Linked DNA regions of Sus scrofa: region 2 is linked to region 1. A link is a contact called in public Hi-C data. All regions are on one chromosome and are shown on one strand. The core of a region is the stretch at or near the end of the contact, and the rest is flanking DNA. Distances in the headings are between cores, read along the strand shown. Region 1 holds the start of LOC100736865 (PLASMODESMATA CALLOSE-BINDING PROTEIN 4-like). Region 2 holds the start of RAB3A (RAB3A, member RAS oncogene family).

The links. A called contact is a pair of places that touch in the nucleus more often than the background predicts.
Region 2: a Hi-C map of skeletal muscle shows a contact between it and region 1, with 2.5 times the contacts expected there. The contact joins the promoter of RAB3A here to the promoter of LOC100736865 in region 1. A contact is called at or near these places in 18 of 47 Hi-C or Micro-C datasets (alveolar macrophages, blood, embryonic fibroblasts and 10 more) and 1 of 2 datasets of contacts at active chromatin or transcription factors (skeletal muscle).

The regions. Positions count from the first base shown.
Region 1 is chr2:59,556,096-59,560,344 of Sscrofa11.1, reverse strand. It overlaps LOC100736865 (PLASMODESMATA CALLOSE-BINDING PROTEIN 4-like), which reads right to left and starts at 1,438. Exons shown (of 3, transcript XM_005654894.3): 1 at 1,287-1,438. The coding sequence starts at 1,356. It overlaps KIAA1683, which reads right to left. Exons shown (of 2, transcript XM_021083531.1): 2 at 2,268-3,287. The coding sequence ends at 2,352.
Region 2 is chr2:59,601,947-59,606,313 of Sscrofa11.1, reverse strand. It overlaps RAB3A (RAB3A, member RAS oncogene family), which reads right to left and starts at 1,925. Exons shown (of 4, transcript NM_001123179.1): 1 at 1,698-1,925. The coding sequence starts at 1,925.

The DNA.
Region 1 (4,249 bases), core at 189-2,688:
GTAGAAATGCGGAAATAACATCCAGTACTGGGCCCAGGAGGGAGCTTGGTTCATAAACAGACCTCCATTTCTCGGTCCAATTTCCCAGGCCCTGTGGGGATGACAGATGAGTCTAGAAGTAGCATGGTGCACTAGCCTTATTTCATCCCCATTTTACAGGTGGGGAACTGAGGCTTAGAATAGTTTAACATCTGGCCTGAGGTGACAGAGAGAGAGGGAAGAGGGCCCCTTAAGGACCTCAAAGAAACCAAGGACTTAAGAGTCCAGCCTCCCCAAACTGCCTCCCACCATCATTTGAAGATGAATCCAGAGGACGAGAGGTTTCTGCTGAAATGAAGATGACTCGGGCCACAGTGGACCCTAAGCCAAACCAGACGTCTGAGGAGTTAAATTTTTCAATTGAACGGAGGAAAACTAATGGACCTGGAAAGAGGAGGTGGTGGTGGGGGCACAAGCTCCACTGAGTACCTGGCACAGAGCAGAGTTGACCAGAAGGTAAAGTGGGGCTGTTTCTGCACACTGTGCCAGGAGTTTGCCTTGCCCAGAGACTCCTGGACCAGGAGGCTGGCATGAGCCAAGTCAACTAGTTCTAATCTGGGTCCACCACAGGCTGAGCCTCAGTTTCCTGAGCTATGAAATGGGGACAAATGTACTGCCTTCTGAGTGAAGTCTTCGCTGTAAGAGTCTCAGGCTTGGTGGCCGCCACTCTGACATTCCAGGTTTGGGGTGGGGACGTGGGTCAGAGGGAATGATGACTTGGTGGGATGGGAAGGGCTGCAATAATTTCTTCTCTGCCCTGGGAACTGTCTCAAAGTGAAGCAGAAAGTAACTGTCAGGCGCCAAGAACTCCCAGGGGCCATAGATGCTCAGTGACCAAAAAGTGAGCCCTCCTCCTGCCCACCCCGCCTCCTCATGGTCCTGGCGTCCCTACTCTTTGAGGACTGGCTAGGAGAAACTGAGGTTTGAAATAGAACCTCAGACTGGGTGTGAGGCACTCAACTAGCCTCTCCCTGGTTCGGGTCACGCTGGCTTGGCAAAACTGGGAGCTCTCTGGGCTGGGGTAGGGGGTGGAGACGCTGTAGTGTTCCCACTGTTCTCGTGACCTCCCCACCTTACTTCTGGTAGAAAGAACAGCCCTTTGGGAGATAGGGGGCACCTGCAGACCAGCCTGCGGGAGAAGTCTAGCCGCCAGATGTGTGGCTAGGCCATACGCCCTCTCCGGCTTCGTGGAAGCCGGATCTCCTTTTTACCTGTTTTTACCTGAAATGTCAGTAGAAAATTCTCACCAGAAGGTATCAGCGGCAGCAAGAGAACCAACAGCAGAAGAGGCAGCGGCGGCAGCTGGGAGCCCGCCATTCTTGCGACGGGAAGCGGAGGGCGGGCTCTGCACAGGTGTGTGGCAGGTGCCGGCTTCTTACCCCTGCGCGTCCCCTGCTGGCAGCACGCGGGGCTGCTCAGGGGAGCGTCAGAGGCGGACCCTCGGGACATAGGGCCTCCAGGGGGCGCTACTGCTCACCAGAGGTGACACTCCTGACCCCCTTTCTCCATCTGGCCTACCCACCTCTCCTAACGAACTCTCCTGGTTCATGACTCTGAAGCAGTTACACTCTGCCTAGTCCCTCAGGACACCTCTACCCCTTCCAGTTCCCCCTGGTGCCCCCGCCGCTCTGGTCCCCCTCTGTGGCTGCTCCAAACTCATGCTGTCACCGCCCGCTGCACCTCCTCTTGGGCAGGCTGCCCCTTCTGGGTGTCCCCAGCCCTTGCCTTCCCTCTCTGCCCTGTCCCTGATCCCACCAACTAAGGATGTCTGTGTCTGGCTCTCCCTCACCCAGACTAGGGTCCCTTGAGGTAGACCCAGCCTCCCCCCACCCCCCCATGCCCTGGATCAAGATGTGGCTAGAACTCTCTCTGGTATTTCCTGAATGAGGCACACATGCATGCACCCATAGGACTTTCAAGGGCCAAGGGACTCATGACGGCCCTTCTAGGTCAGGTCCCCAGAGACTGGCTTCTGGAAGGCACTGGGGATGGCCTCCATCTGACACTGTTCCTGTAATCATGGATGGATATCGTGGCACACTGAGGCCACAGTGGCAGCCCTGACCTCCAGGAAAGGCTTAGGGGTGGGCTCCCCAGCCACAGACCCCAAGTGCCAACTCCATGGTTGGAAGTTTTGGGGCCCTCCTGTCCAGGATGTTCCAGATGCCCCCCTAATTCCCCCAACACACCATGCCCAAGATGCCCCATAAGCACAGGTAGACCAAGACTCAGGCTGTGGAGGGCTTTATTCATTAGACCCAGAGAGCCACATGGCTCCTGCCCTGGTGTCCCCCCACCGGTAAGCCAATGTCCTAGACGCCTGGCCACTGCGTGTGCCGTGAGTTGTCCCATGCTGCTGGGCCCAAGAGCGCATCCGTGGTGAGGGAGGCCCGGGTGCAGCGACCACGCCAGCTCGCTTGAAGCATCTTAGCTGCTACCTGCTGCTGCTTCAGCTGGCGGCGTACCCTGAAGCCCCTCCAGGAGGACTGGATGGTGGTGGCTGCCTTGTTCTGGCTATGGGGTTGCGGGGGGCTCCGGGAGGTTGGCTGGATGCTGCAGCCCCGTGGCATGCTGGCCTGGACTACAGCACCCCGGCCGGTACCTTGCACCACCCGCGTGGGCAGGGTGTGGCCACACATGTGGCATGTACGGGGGCTGGAACCCACAAGCATCACCACGCTGGGTGGGCTCCCCAGCCCAGAGCTCAGGGACTGGCAGAGGCTACAAGCGTGTGGCTGGCAGGACTGGTAGCAGCGGTGGTCAGATATTGACCTGGCCCCACCCCCACCCCCGCCCACTGCAGCCCACACAGCTGGGAGCAGCATCTGCTGGGTGTGGCTCCGGCGGACGCAGAAGCCTCTCCACGCAGCCTGGATGATTGTGGCGGCTCTACAGAGCTGGGCCAAGTCCCGCCGCACGCAGTAACCTCGCCAGGCAGCCTGGATGATGATGGCCCACTGGTGCCACACCTTGATGGTACGGCGCACCAGGTAGCCGCGCGTACACGCCTGGATAATGACCGCGGCATGGATGATTATCTTCTCCACAGCCTGCACCGACGCCACCAGCTCCCCTGGCTGGCTGGGATCCACCGCCGCCTTGCCGCCCGTGGCCTCCCATGGCACAGTGCCCCTGGCTGGCTCCCATGTGCCACCAGGGACTATGGTGCTGTTCCTGGGCCCGACTGCGACACTGGGGATGGCGGAGTTCCACGCTTGGCCACCAGACACGCCAGCGTCCTCAGGGCCCTGGAGTACAGCGGGAGTCAGGGATGGCTGGTGACTGTCCAAAGGAGCCCTGGAACTAAGAGAATCCTGAGACACCAGCGGCGACTCGTGGCTAAAAAGGGGCCGCCGGGAACCATCTGGTGAAGACTCATAGCCAAGAGACACCCTGCGAACCCCCGGGTTCAGCCTAGTGATGGCCACGCCGTGTGCCGCCTCACCAGTGCGGATTATTGGCATGATGGCCGGCACCGCACCTGTGGAAGGGCGTGGAACTTCCTGTAAGGACCTGGGGGCATCCTCCTGCTCCTGATGGGGGGGCACGGTATGGGCCTCAGAACTGCTTGGCATCTCTGAGGCAGGGATATCATGCATGGCCCTGTAGGACTTTCTAGGGCCAAGGGACCCATGGCCATTCTGAATCAGACCCCTGGACACTGGCTTCTGGAACCCCCCGGCCTCTACCCCTCTAGCCAGAGATGGATGAAGAGGCACCTGTGAGGCCATGCTGGTGGACCCTGATCTCTGGGGGGTGCTTGGAGTCACTATCCCAGCCACAGACCCTCGGTGCAAACTGGATGCCATAGAATCACTATGGGCCGGCTTGGGTGACCCTGAGACCGCGGTGGAAGCCATCATCTTATGGGAATGGCGCTGGGGCACAATGTGAGCCACCAAAGACTTTTGATAAGCTGAAGGTTTCTGGGGTGTGATGTGAGCCACTGAGGGCCTCTGGGGTGCAGCAGGAGGCACTGATGCCTGCTGATGAGCCAATGGGGCCCCAGTGCCCTTGACAGACTCCATCTGCACATCAGGAACCCCACTAGCAGCCACAAAGTGGGAACTGGGGACCCTCCAGCTGGTTGCTGACCTCTGCTGCAGAGTTGGGGGACCACCACTGGCCATGGGGTGCTTGGCAAAACTTGGGGACTGGGAAGGGACAGAGGCCACGCCACTGGTCACAGTCTTAGCTTGGCTGGGAGCCA
Region 2 (4,367 bases), core at 676-3,175, 45 kb before region 1:
ACCTGTGCCAGGCACTAGGGACCTAGGTGTTAACAAAATGGACCAGGGAGTAGAGTTCCTGTCGTGGCTCAGTGGTTAACGAATCCAACTAGGAACCATGAGGTTGCAGGTTCGATCCCTGGCCTTGCTTAGTGGGTTAAGGATCTGGCATTGCCGTGAGCTGTGGTGTAGGTTGCAGACGCGGCTCGGATCCCGCGTTGCTGTGGCTCTGGTGTAGGCCGGCAGCTACAGCTCCGATTGGACCCCTAGCCTGGGAACCTCCATATGCCGCAGGAGCGGCCCTAGAAATGGCAAAAAGACAAAAAGACCAAAAAAAAAAGCACCAGAGAGTTCTCTTGTGGCACAAATGGTTAAGGATCTAGCGTTGTCACTGCAGTGGTTTGGGCTGCCACTGTGGCATGGGTTCAACCCCTGGCCTGGGAACTTCCACATGCCCCTGGGTGTGGGCAAAAAACAAAAACCAATAGCATCGGGATTGAGATGGCAGAGGAGTAAGACAAGGTACTCATCTTCTCCAATGAACACATCAAAAAAAACAAAACAAAAACAAAAACCCATCTACATGTAGAAAGATTCGTACAAGACATCTACTGAATGCTGACAGAAGATCTTAAACCTCCAAAAAGGGCAAGAAACCCACCACATAACTGGGTAGAACAAAAGAGGAAAAAGAGAGAGAGAGACAAAAACAAAACAAAAAACCAAAATAGACCAAAATCAGGAGTTCCTGTCATGGTGCAGCGAAAACAAATCCACCTAGTATCCAAGAGGATGTGGGTTTGATCCCTGGCCAAGCTCAGTGAGTTGGGGATGTGTTGCCATGAGCTGTGGTGTAGGTTGCAGATATGGCTTGGATCTGGCATTGCTGTGGCTGTGGTGTAGGCAGGCAGCTGCAGCTCTGATTAGACCCCTAGCCTGGGACCCTCCATATGCTGAGGGTGTGGCCCTAAAAAGACAAAAAAAAAAAAACAAAAAACAAAAAACTTGAAGGATGAGGGAGGGAGCCCTGCAGAGATAAGAAGAAAGGTAATCCAGGCAGAAGGCACAGCCCAGGGAAAGGCCCAGATGTGGACTATGTCTGGTATATTTGAGGAACAGTGAGACAGTGAAGAGGCTGAGGTAGAGATGGAGGGATACAAATGAGATTGGGTATCAACAAGGATAGACCACACAGGATCTTAGCCAGGGGGAGAAGGCACAGGTTTAACCCAGATGAGGTGGGAGCCTTGGCAGAACTGTGAACAGAGAAGGGATGGTTCTGACTTTGGATTTAGCAGGCTCCCTCATGTCTCAGAGGCACTGAGGGAGGTGGCTAGAGGAGCCTGTTCCTGTCTCGGAGAATGAGGTGGGGGGGGGGGTCAAGATTTCTCTGAAACCTCATACAGAGCCACATGGAGGAAGCTGAAGATGGGGAGAGAAGCTGAGGCACCAAGCAAATGATGTGTCCAATGATGTCAGAGGTAGGAGAGGACCTACCTGGCATTTGCTACTTCCCCACCCTTGGAGAGCACCGATGACACACTGAAAGAACCGAGATACCCTCTTCTGTGCCTCTATCCTGTGGTACACAGTAAGGGCCTGAAAAAATGCTCAGTGTGTAATGAATGAATCTAGACAGGAAAGCAATAGGGAAAGCTGGGCTGCTCTTTGGGACAGAGAGGGAGTGATGGAGACAGAATTCCCCCAGCTGGACCCACCCAGATCTGCAGCTTGATCCTCTTATCATTCCGGTAGATGGTCTTGACCTTGAAGTCGATTCCTACAGTGCTGACAAAGGCAGGCGTGAAGGAGTCGTCTGCATAGCGGAAGAGGAAGGATGTCTTGCCCACACTGCTGTTTCCAATGATGAGGATCTTAAACATGTAGTCAAAGTTCTGGTCCGAGGACTCCTTCTGCCCATAGCGCGAGTCTGTGGCAGATGCCATCTGGGGGTACGGGGCATAGGCGAGCGTGAGAGGGTCGCCCTCCAACTCCAAACGCCCAAGCCCAGACTCAGGATGGAAGAACTCCAGAGCTCCCAGAGTGAGACAGAGATTACCTTTATCCCGTCAGGAGCCCCAGTACTAATGGTGGGGCCCACAGCAGAGGGCGGGCCTTGACCTTGAAAGGCCCAAGGTTTCAGGGGAGGACTTTCAGACCGAAAGGGATGGAGACATCGCTGCAGGCCGGAGCCCCTGGTCCGACAGCAACCTAAGCCCTACAGCTGTGCCTAGGGGAGTGACTGCGGCCGGCCCCGCCCCCTATCAATCATTCACGTTCCTCAGAACTGAGCGGCGCTAGCGCACGTGCACACGCGTGTACGGTACCCGCGGGGACGCGTATCTGCAGTCCTCCCAGATTCCCAGGCTGGGAGAGCTCGGGCTGAAGCAGCTACCCCACGTGATAGGAGCAGGGCGTGCTCACGCTCACGTGCACACAGCAGGGCACACACCAGGGCACATTCGTGCATATCTGAGCATCGAACACACTCGGCGCACAGGACAGAGGCAGACACCTGTCTGCACACCGACATGCATATACCAATGAGCAAATCCACCCGTGCGCACTGTGTCCTCCACCTATGCAGCCGAGTACACGTCACCCACATGGGCACGCATCTCTGTACATGTATGCACTTTGCTGTGCACGCACACGCATAGTCCACGCGTCCCCCTCCACACGCGTGCAACATGCACAAACTTGAGTAGGGAAACCCGGGGGGGTCACAAGAGCATACCCTGGGACCCAAGCAAGGGTACACACAAATCGGCCGGTACAGGCGGGCGCGCACACGCGTGTGCACACCACGCGCACGCGCACGCATGGAGCCTCCCGCGCGCACAGCTTCCCGCAAGGCACCCGTCTCGTCTCCCCTCCCCCTCCGCCGCAGAACCGGGGTGGAGAGGTGGGGGTGGGGAGGAGGATCCAGCAGGTAAGGGGAACCTACCCCTCCCCAGGCTCGCGACCGCCGCATCCTTCCCCTCATTTAACACCTGCCAACCTCGTCTCTCACCCCAGCCAGCCCATCAGTCAAATGAAGGTTATGTAGGTACTCCGAGCGGGAGTGCACAGGGACACTCGGGAGCTCACCTTGCCCTGCAGTGATGTGGTGGTGACCCTAGCGGTGGCGACGGGGCCCCCAGTGCGTTGATGTGGGGCTGCGCGGCAGCGGAGGCGGCGGCAGCGGCTCAGGCCCCTGCAGTCCTTGGTGACGTCCTGCAAAGAGCAGGGCGGGGCCTCACATGCAGATACGGCCGTGACGCCATCCTGGGGCGGAGCCACGCATTGAGATAGGGTCCACTGTCACACGCAGAGCGGGGAGGGGCGAGGCTCCCCACGCAGATTGACGCGAGAATGGGGCGGGGCCCAGCGAGCGCATCCAGTAGCTAGCGAAAGCAGTGCCGGAGGGGAGGAATCGCCTGCTGGGGCCACCTCTCTCCAGTGTTAGGGAGGCGGGGTTTCACGGCGCCTTATGATTGGCTTAAGTGTTCAAGCGATTTGCTAAATAGCCAATAAAAGATTGTCACGGCCCTCCTCTCGTCCAGCGTTGGTTCCCGAGTGGTTGAAGGGCGGAGAGGTTGAGGCTTTGGCGGAGCCTTGGTCTTCTGGGGGCGTTCCCCTTCCCCACCCCCGCGCACCCCAGGTCCGGGATCAGGGGGTCCCCGCCCAGTCCTGAGTGCCGTGACCTCTCGTTAAACACCCCAGTTTCAGAAAAAAGGAACCGAGAAGATGCTCCATGTCTCCTATTTCAAAATAAGTGCAAAAGAAGAAAAAACAGAAATAGGGGTAAAGATAGACCCTGTCTAATTTCTGAGATGTTAGATCCCCAAAGGGAGCCGGGCTGGTGGATGCTCCACCCTGTTAATGAGATGGAGAAAGAAGCAATTGGGACCAAGAGAGCCACCCTTCCCCAATTCCCAGAAGGAAGGAAAGAGCTGATGGACGCTCCGGGAACCCCTCTCGTTCCTGTGCCCCATTTTCCAGAGAAAAATTCGAAGAAATGGCGGAAGCAGGGCGGAGAGACGGCCTGTCCCCCAAACTCGCAAAGCCTGCAGTAAAAGGCATGGGAAACAGGGAGGATACGAACAAGGTTTAAAAACCAACAATAACGATGCAGGGTCGGAGATGCTTTACCCCTCCCTGGTTCCTGAGTTAAGAGACGGAGACTCAAGAATCCTCCCTCCTCCTTCCTGGCAAAAGGAGACTCAGAGATGGAGTTTGGGGTCAAAGATGTTCCACCGTTTTTCCGCCAAATCTTGTGAAAAAGTCAGAATGAGGAGGGGGGCGGTGGAAGAAGGAGACCTTGGCCCCCACTGCCGATCGCTGCCTCGCCAACTCCGGTCCCCACACCCGGCAGGGAGCGCGTGGCCCCAGGAAAATTCTGATCT